3 separate regions of the Mus musculus genome follow, and all the other regions are linked to region 1. Evidence: chromatin contacts called from public targeted proximity ligation data. All regions are on one chromosome and are shown on one strand. The core of a region is the stretch at or near the end of the contact, and the rest is flanking DNA. Distances in the headings are between cores, read along the strand shown. Region 1 holds the start of Sdhaf2 (succinate dehydrogenase complex assembly factor 2). Region 2 overlaps Dagla (diacylglycerol lipase, alpha). Region 3 has its middle 9.2 kb from the start of Gm30263.

The links.
Region 2: a contact with region 1 is called in a targeted proximity ligation map of embryonic stem cells, with 16 read pairs. A contact is called at or near these places in 3 of 39 promoter capture datasets (the 3T3-L1 cell line, hippocampal neurons and stem cell-derived epiblast-like cells), 1 of 484 Hi-C or Micro-C datasets (embryonic stem cells), 10 of 130 datasets of targeted methods (the NIH/3T3 cell line, craniofacial prominence, differentiating embryonic stem cells and 7 more) and 1 of 9 other capture datasets (adipose tissue).
Region 3: a targeted proximity ligation map of epiblast stem cells shows a contact between it and region 1. A contact is called at or near these places in 3 of 39 promoter capture datasets (3T3-L1-derived adipocytes, the C10 cell line and stem cell-derived epiblast-like cells), 1 of 130 datasets of targeted methods (epiblast stem cells) and 1 of 9 other capture datasets (adipose tissue).

Annotation. Positions count from the first base shown.
Region 1 is chr19:10,523,664-10,526,638 of GRCm38.p6, forward strand. Sdhaf2 (succinate dehydrogenase complex assembly factor 2) reads right to left here and starts at 1,546. Exons shown (of 4, transcript NM_025333.4): 1 at 1,396-1,546. The coding sequence starts at 1,431. Cpsf7 (cleavage and polyadenylation specific factor 7) reads left to right here and starts at 1,581. Exons shown (of 10, transcript NM_172302.3): 1 at 1,581-1,664; 2 at 2,289-2,397. The coding sequence starts at 2,344.
Region 2 is chr19:10,277,325-10,280,299 of GRCm38.p6, forward strand. All of the region lies in intron 1 of Dagla (diacylglycerol lipase, alpha), which reads right to left. Among named protein-coding and RNA genes, the nearest start is that of Gm30042, 11 kb to the right of the region's middle.
Region 3 is chr19:10,355,576-10,358,550 of GRCm38.p6, forward strand. No RefSeq gene overlaps it. Among named protein-coding and RNA genes, the nearest start is that of Gm30263, 9.2 kb to the right of the region's middle.

The sequences.
Region 1 (2,975 bases), core at 296-2,795:
TAGAGACCAAGAGAGCTGCTTAGTTTTGGTGCAGAAGGCCATAGAAGATAAAGCAAGATAAAATCTAGTATTGTTTACAAGCCTCTTCCCCGAGGCTCGAGGAAGAGTTGAATGTATGGTTAATGTTCTAGAACATGGGGGTTGGCATTGCCGAAGGGACTGGTTGGTTTCTGTTTTGAACAACTTGCAACACTAACCAGCATACTCTAAGAAGTCCAGTAGCCACTGAGAATAAGAGAGCAGAGCAACCAGCTGGTCATGGTGCCTCATGACTGTAATCCACGCACTTGAGAGGCTAGATCAGAACTACTATGAAGCTGAGGAGTTTTAGTACCTAAAAAACAGGGTAGCAAGGAAGGAGGAGGGAACACTGAACAACTTAAAAGAGTGTTAACAAAACTACAGCATTGCAGAAACACCGACACACTTAAAACACCCTCCTCTGGCCTTCATGGGCACCTACACACATAGTATGCATAAACTCACAAAGGCAGATAAACACATGTACATACTTTTTTAGTCTAAAAAAAAGAATAAGAAAAGAAAATGCGATTGCCTAGCAGGCAAGGCTCTGGGTTTGGTGCTTAGCACAAACAACAAAATTGTCATATGTGATATAAAGAATATTACATAGTATTAAGGAGTTAGCAGTAAAGTATAATAATCATAAATATATGTGGATCTAATAGAGCACTCAAATATATGGAAGAGACACTTGACAGAACTGGTGGGGGAACACAACAGATTTTAATGCCACATTTTAATAAGGAATAGAATATATAGATGTCGGAATCAATACTAGACAACCAGAACAATACTAATTTAAGAATATTTAACTGAGATATACAGGCATTCCACACAAGAGATCATACATTCCTCTCAAATGTACAGATAATTATGCCCAGGAGATCACAAGTTGTCAAAAAACATGTCTTGATAAGTTTAAGATAAACCATACCAACTAGCTTTCAACACTACTGGAATAAAAACGGAAAATTCTCAAACATTTAAAACCAAGATGAGACAGGAGAATTACGAATTTGAGGCCAGCCTGAGTAACAAATTAAAACCGGCTTTTAAAAGGGAGACGGGGGAAGAAGCTCAAGAAAAGCTAGGAGGCTTTCGGGGGAGGTTCGGTAACTGTTCCTGGTATGCGTTGAGTCTCACACGGTGACTGGCCACCTAACCACATATTACCCAGTATTCTCACTCGAGCACACCGTGGGCTCAGGAAAGAATGGAAAATTCCCTGCATGATCGGCTCCAGCCTGCGCCTCGCCTTGAGGGGACCATTCCCTGGTCTGTGGGGTAGGTGAACTCTCCCTACAGTCTCCACGGCACAGAGGAGGACGAAACAGTCTTAGCTGCAGCCCGCCCCGAACCCGGCTCTCTCACCCGCGCCAGCGTCGGGATCAAGGTGACCACCGCCATCTCTCTCTTATAGCACAGTAAGCTGGCAACCGGGCCACTTCCGGGAATTCCGGGCGGTCGATCTGAGGACTTCAGCGGAGGTGGACCCCAAGCCGGAAGGCGCAACCGAGCGTATGGCGGAAGTAGCGGTGCGTGTGACGCCGCCGGTGGGGGGGGGGCGGGACCTGGGGCGGAGAGCGGTTCGCGCGCTTCGGGCCTAGTCGGGACTCTCCGCGGCCGCCGCCATATTCCCGGTAACGGGGGCGCGCGGCCCGGGGCCGGCGGGGCCGGAAGGAGGGCGGGGGCCGGCGCCGCGGAAGGGAGGGGGTCGGTTGGGGTGGCGGCGGCGGAAGACAGCGGGTGGAGGGAAGCGCGGGCCTCTGAGGGAGGGGCTGAGGTCCTGGAGCTGTGGGAGGGAGCAGGGCAGGCCTAGCCTAGGGCGAGGACAGGGCCCCGTTGGTGTGGAGGCGGCGGGAGCTTCCGGGCCCGCGGGGGCTCCGGCTTGGGACGCCCCCTGGGCCTAGCAGGTGCGACGGGCTGAGCTTGCGGCGTTCGCCGCGGTGGTTCACAGCGCGGCCTGAGGGCCCTCTCAGGAGTCGAGGCCCGGACTTGGCGGTGGCGCCATAGGCAACTACGGGCGCCGACTCGGAGCACCTCGGGTCGGGCCCGCGGGTGATGGGCAGCGAGCTCCGCGAGCCCGAGCGGCCTGGGAGAGCTGGGGGCGGCGCGAGGCTGGGGGCGGGGCAGAGCGGGTGGGGCCAGGCTCCCGGCCGCCGGGATGCTGCGTCTTGGGAGACTAGAGCTTGTTGACCCTTGCCCTCCTCCCAGCCTGGGACCCTTGTGCCTTAAAATTTTTTACCCTTTTCTGAATACCGTAGTGGCATCTTTCTTACTTTGTCGGTTCTCCGGGCTCGAGAGCGTATTTCCGGAGCCATGTCAGAAGGAGTGGATTTGATTGATATATACGCTGATGAAGAGTTCAATCAGGTGAGAGGAATTAGCAGCAGTTTTGGGGTTTCTTCCATCAATCTACTGGCAGTGGTTTCTCTCTCAGCTCAAAATAATTCCCTGTAATATCGAAGCGTTTCCCCCTAGCGGTGGCTTTGAAGACGACTGACCATTCCTCTTTAGGTTAATTTGAACCTCCAGGCTTCAATTTTAAAGGGCTTGCTTTAAGAGCAAATAAAAACCCAAGTGTAATAGTATGGTGAATCAGCCTGTGGAATTCTTTCCCCAAGTCATTTCAAAGTTGAATGACTAACCATAATTAAAAATGAAAATTACATTTGTTGTAGTACTGCGGAGATAATTTCGATGCTTGTTACTTTGCTGTTCTCTCAACTTGTGGCTCGAGCATGTTGGTCCCTCCCCCTGCTTGGTCCCCTCCCAATGGTGTACCATGAAATTACTTTAAAAGCCACAGTATACCAACTGCTTTAAAGGTGGAATTCCAGTGCCACTCCAAGTGTTTCAGTCTTTTTAAATAGCTTGACTGTCCTTTTTGAGAAGTCTCTGGGCATCCATTCGTATGGATGGAAGGAAGAAAGGTAAAAACCATTGAATAA
Region 2 (2,975 bases), core at 262-2,761, 250 kb before region 1:
GAAGAAACCGGAGGCTCAGAGAGGTTCAGGTAACCAGCCCAAGGTCACTCAGTTCAGTGACTGCTGGAGGCAGGCATAAGGCTCCGGAGCGCGTGCTTGGCCAGCCCCGCCCCGCCGTCGCCCCGCCGTCGCTCACCAGGCTCCATTTATCACCAGCTCCACTTCTCGTTCTCACGCTAATTATTTTCCAACTCCTCTTCAATGAAAAGAATTTGCCATCTGCCACCAGGCCCTGCCACTGACACCAGCCAACTCCCCAGGAATCAATTGGGGCCTTTCGCTTCCTGCTGGCTGTTCTGAGAGGGCTGCTGGCTGCTGAGGAATGGGGGAGGTAGGGCCAGAGAGAGCGGCAGGACCCTCTCTTTAGCAGCCTGGACCGGACTCTCCACGTTCTGTCCTGGGCAGGGGGAGTTCCTGAAGGTGAAAGGTCCCTCTAGCTCTGGCCAGGCCGGGCTTTACTTCTGAATTCTTTCTTAGAGATCTTTTTCTTCCCATAGGCCTCTCGTACGTGTTTCAGTTCTTTGGGCAGAGGTGGCCTGGAGGGAGCTCAGGCAGGCCGTGCTGGCCTCAGGTGGCACTCTTCCCCTGGGAGCTGCTGGGCTGGAGCAGGCAGGTGGCATTAGGCATGCAGCCAGTCTCCTCCCACCCCTTGCAGTACAGCTCACCCCACTGGATCTCCTGACCACTCCCTCTTTCAAGTACACAGAGCTGGAGGCTGCCCCAAGAAGCAACCTCCGCCTTCCCTCCAGTTCTGGATCATTGCTTTTCTGAGCCTCAGTTTCCTTATATGCAAATGAGATAGTGAAGCCACTCCCTTCTTGGAGGAGGAGGGGCTGGGAGGAGCAGGTGAGCACTTGCAGAGCCAGTGGCTCAAGGTTTGTTCCCATTCTGGTTCATTCTTCAGTTTCCTGCAGTGAGTGCAGAACCTTTACCTCTGCACCAAGTCTGCTGCCCTGCAACAGAAAGTCCCTGGCCATCCATTCCCAGTGGCAGGCAGACCTGCACTGGCCCCAATCCTTGAGTGACCTCTTCTCAGGTAGGGCTGGTGGTATCTCTGAGGAAACTACCAGAGTTGTTTCCTTGGACTCCTTGGACCCACAAGTCAGTGAGGCAGGAATGTCATCTCTCTAGAGGGGACAGCTGGGACTACTGAGCTCCTGCCCAAGGCCACAAGGTTGTAGACCACGCCAAATCCACATTCCTATGAGAAAGCTGTGTACCTATCTGCCTGTGCAACTGAGTTTCAGGTTGTCATACTGCAGAGCTCTTCCCCACCCAAACTCAGCACGCCCTGAGGACAGAGGCCTCCTCTTGCGCCCCACCCAGTCCAAGATTTCCTCCACCACACTGCTCTTCCCCGAAGCCTTCCTTTTGCTGGGGCTGCATGCTGGGAGTTCTTGGCTTCCCAGATGGCCCCCTGCAGGGAAGTTCACCAGATCTCAGCTCTACCCCATTCTCAGCTCCTCAGAACTTCCTCCAGAGGAGACTGTCAGTCTCTGGTGCTGGTGACACCTCAGAGAAGAATTAGCACCTTCCACTTCCTTAGGGGATCCCTAATGAGGTCGTTAATGAGGTGTTAAGTGGGCACGCCAAGTATGACACCTCCCCTCTGGGAACCCCCCACCCCTTGGGCCCAGCCTACCCTGAGCCACGTTCAGCCCCACCTCCTCAGGCAGTAGACCAGCCCTCGGATCTGGTCTGCTTGAGTGCATGCTGCTCGAAGGTTAGAGAAAGCCTTCAGAGCTGTGTGTGCCTTGGAGAGCCACCACCTGGGCAGTACAGCCATCTAGGGCACAGGCCAGAAGCTCTGGCTCTTGGGTTTCAGCCACTCCCAAGTCATCTTCAAAGCCAGCAGGGATCAAATGATGGCAAGCAGAGCTCCTTCCCCAGGGAGCTGCTCTACAGAGCTCTGGTGACTCAAAGGGCCAGCACCCACCCTCCACCCCCCAACTGTGTAACATGGGACCACCAATAGCTTTATGGCCCAGTCTCTCCTTTGCTTGGCTCTCCTTCTTTCTGTGCTATCTGAGGGGACCCCAGATGAAGGGAGGTGATCACGGCAGGCAGGTCTCTGGAGCCTGGCCCTCCATGTCATTTAGAGCAGGGTTTAGTTGCTGTATATATCCCTAGGCTTTGAACTAAGTGCTCAAAAATGTCTGAGAGCCATGAGATAGAGGAGCCCTCTGGTCAACTCTGGCATTTAGGGAGAGAGCCTTGGGATGCTGCTCAGGTGTCCTTCCAGGCTTGGGAGGCCATTCCATATCTCCTCCATTGCCTGAGCTAGGAGAGCAGAAGGGCCTATAGGAGAAAACTCTTGACCTCAGGCCACAACTTCTATTTTCACACTCCCTCTTATCCCTCCCACAGTAGGACAAAGCTGGACTCATCACAAGTTACAGAGGCCTCCGAGAAGGGGCAGTGCCTGGAGGGCCCCTACTGCTGGGTGGAGCACAGGCTGGACCTGGCCCTGGCCCAGGGACTCTATTTCTCAGCCATCCACTGGGCGAAGACTTCGGAGTGCAGTCCGGGAGGGGCTAGCCACTTCCTATGACAAGTCAGATGAGTCAGTGACCATTTCCCCATCAGTAACCGGCTGACACTGATGACAGCGCTTCCCTCGTGGGCTGAGGGACAGTGGGACAAAGCCATTTCAATGTTGTGGAGTGTTGAGAGCAGACTCTGACACGGCAGGATGCTTGATGCTTGGCAGTGTAAACTACATACACTGCTTTAGGAACCGCTCACTGTCTTCTTCAAAAACTTAGCATGGGCTAGCCAATGAGATGGCTCAGCAGGCAAAGGCGCTTGCCACACAAACAAGAGTCTGATGGAACCCACGGGCAGAACCAACTCCACAAAGTTGTCCTAGACTTCCACAGGCATGCTAGGAAATGTGTGCACCCCTCCCCCATCATATACACTTCCAATAGTTTCTTTGTTTTTCTAAAGCATATCATGGTTCCTAAGTGGCCTTT
Region 3 (2,975 bases), core at 151-2,650, 170 kb before region 1:
TATATGGATAGTGATGTGGCCATAGGTAAAGGTGGATGGTGAGCCAAGTGGATTCTGAGAATACGGTGGCTGTTGCCTTGACAAGAGGTCATACTGTCTCCTAGGTGTGATGTCACTGGATTCAGAGATCCTGATACCAACACTGTTCATAGAAGTATTGGTGGCACACGCCTTTAATCCCAGCACTGGGGAGGCAGAGGCAGGTGGATTTCCGAGTTCGAGGCCAGCCTGGTCTACAAACTGAGTTCCAGGACAGCCAGGGCTATACAGAGAAACCCTGTCTCGAAAACAAAAAAAACAAAAACCAAAAACAAACAAACAAAGAAACAGAGCAGGTCTATGAGATGGTTCAGAGAGTAAAGTCACCAAGTCTGACAGCTGAGTTCTATCTTCAGAACCCAAAAGAAGAAAGAAGAGAACTGACCCCTGCAAACTGTCCTCTGACCTCCACACATGTGCAGTACCTTGTGCCCCCACCACACAAAGCAAATGAGTAAAAAGAGAATACAATGTTTACTTTTAAAAAGAATGAATTAGGCAGGGGTTGTAGCTCTGTGCTGGAGGACTTACTTACCTGGCGTTCCCAAGCCCCTAGCCTCAATCCTTAGCCCCGATGGAAAGAAGTCAGTGTTCCTGGAGCTGAGGAGAGAACCTGCCACAGGGGCTAGGAGGCTGGGGGACAGACTTTGGTTTTAGATTTGTACGTGGGAGCTGGAGAGATGGCTCATCAGTTGAGAGTACTTGTTGCTTTTCTAGAAGACCTGGGTTTGGTTCCCAGCCCCCACACGACAGCTCATAACTGTCTAACTCCAATTCCAGGAGATTCAACATCGTCTTTTGGTTTCTGTGGATACCAGGCACACATGTGATACATAAACATGCATGCAGGTAAGATACCCATGTACATAAAATACGGAAGTTTTTAAAGAAAAAAATAAAGAATCTTTGTGTGTGTGTGCAGGTGTGTATCCACGTACATATGATTAGAAGGCAGAGGAAGACAGCAGTTGCCTCTGACTACACCTTGGGTATCTCACAGGATTATCAATGTCTGCCTCCCCAAGAGCACTCTACCACACCCAGCTTTTTATGTAAGTTCTGAGGATTCGAACACGGATCTCTATGCTTGTAAAGCAAGAACTCTTTTGTACTGAGCCATCTGGGAGATGGATTTTAATTTACAAAAATCTTGTGGGATTTGCTCAGTCAGCTGGCTAGTCAAGCCACCCGTAACAAGAGTCCTTGGGGACCAGGTGGGCTGGGGAGCATTTCTACTCCCAGAGGTGCAGGCCTGACTGCTGAGCCCAGAAAAGCTGACAGCGCACAGTGCTCAGTGCTCAGCACTACTGCCACTCAGCATAGACGGGGATTCCCCTGGGAGACGTCACAGCAGCCGGGGGCGACTGACGTCTCCTTGACACTGCTAATCCAAGGGCCCAAGCTGCCTTTGCATCAGCCGGTGACTCGCTGTGAGGGGTGGGGGTGGAGGAGGATCCTGGAGTTGTGGGGGTAGTGGGGGAGGGGACAGCAGCTGATGTTGAGTCAGGGTAGAATAGGACAAGTAAGGAGAGCAAGCTGGGGGTCTGCAGGGCATTTCCCAGGTCCCTTGAGGCTGGGGAATTGATGGCCAGCCTAGCTGAGCCCAGGAGGCCTGGAAGAGGGGCGGAAGTAACAGCAGTAAAGGTCAGCAGTCCTTGGGGCCAGGAACATCCAAATGCAAATGTGGAATTTACCCTCCTGCTATGCCCGCTGGCCAGCCAGCTGCCTGCGGCTTGCATGTCTGTATGCCAATCAGCAGCCTGGGCCTGGAAGGCATAGCGAAAGTCCTGGACCCTCCCAGGAGCTAGGAGGTTCTAGGAATTCCCCCTTGCTCTGAGCCCTTCAGGAGGGGTCCTGGGTGTGCAAGGGTTGGGTGGGATCTAGCCTTGGAGGTTCTCATTGTCCACTCTAGCTTCCTCTCCCACCCTCGGCTCTCCTGGCTCCATTGATGAAGGAGCTCAAGGGTCAGGACACTGGACCAATTCTCTTTCCCATGCATTTGCTTCTCCCTGCTTCTTTGAAGGGTCAAGGGTAGCCAAATGGATATCAGTGATCTTCTCGTGACCTTGGGACAAGGCAAGGCAGACAGATGGGGCCTCTCTGACGTGCAGGTGCATTTCATCAATCCTCCAGCAACCTTGCCATTATCCCCCGGGCAAGGTTGGATTTGCAGAAAAGAGTTCTTTGACAAGATGGTATCCAAAAGAATGGCAGAGCTGGAGCTCAAACTGGTTCCTATCACCTACACGACAGGGATCAGACCCCAGTCTTGGCTCAGTACCCTTCTCTCTCCAACCTTTGTGATCAGCCTAGGGTGTTCCAGATGAAAGGCCATCCACTATCACTCACACCAGACACCAAGCAGGCTACACCCCCTCATATGTGTTTGAGGGCTGAGGGCGTGTGTGTGTGTGTGTGTGTGTGTGTGTGTGTGTCTAGGACATTTGCTCCTAGCTTTTGCCATGTGACCCTATCGTGGATCCCTAGGGTGATCTGTCAGGAACTCTTCTGAGCTAACCTGTGCCAATTTCCTTGTGTGCTTACAAACCTCTAGAGCAGAGGCTATCTCTTTCCCATTCTGCCAGTCCCCGACCTGCTCCTGACACCTAGAGCCAAACTTGACACCATGTGGGTGTTCCATCCATCTTAGTCTTGCCTGAATGACAAACCTGCCACTCAGAGTCCCTGAGGATGCCGTCCAGAGCTTCCTGAAAAGGATTCCCAGGCCAGAATGCTTTAGTAGCTCAATCTTCGTTTTCTCCCTCTGTCTACAGACCCACTCTGCCTCTCTGTGTGGTTTCTCTCCCTTTCTCTGGTTTTTCTCTCTGCTGTACTGGGTATGTATGTCTCAGGGTTCTAAATGTTTCTGTCACTCTCTCATTTTTTTCCCTAAATGCTCTTTCTCATTTCTTGGTCTCTCATGCTTTCTTTATTTT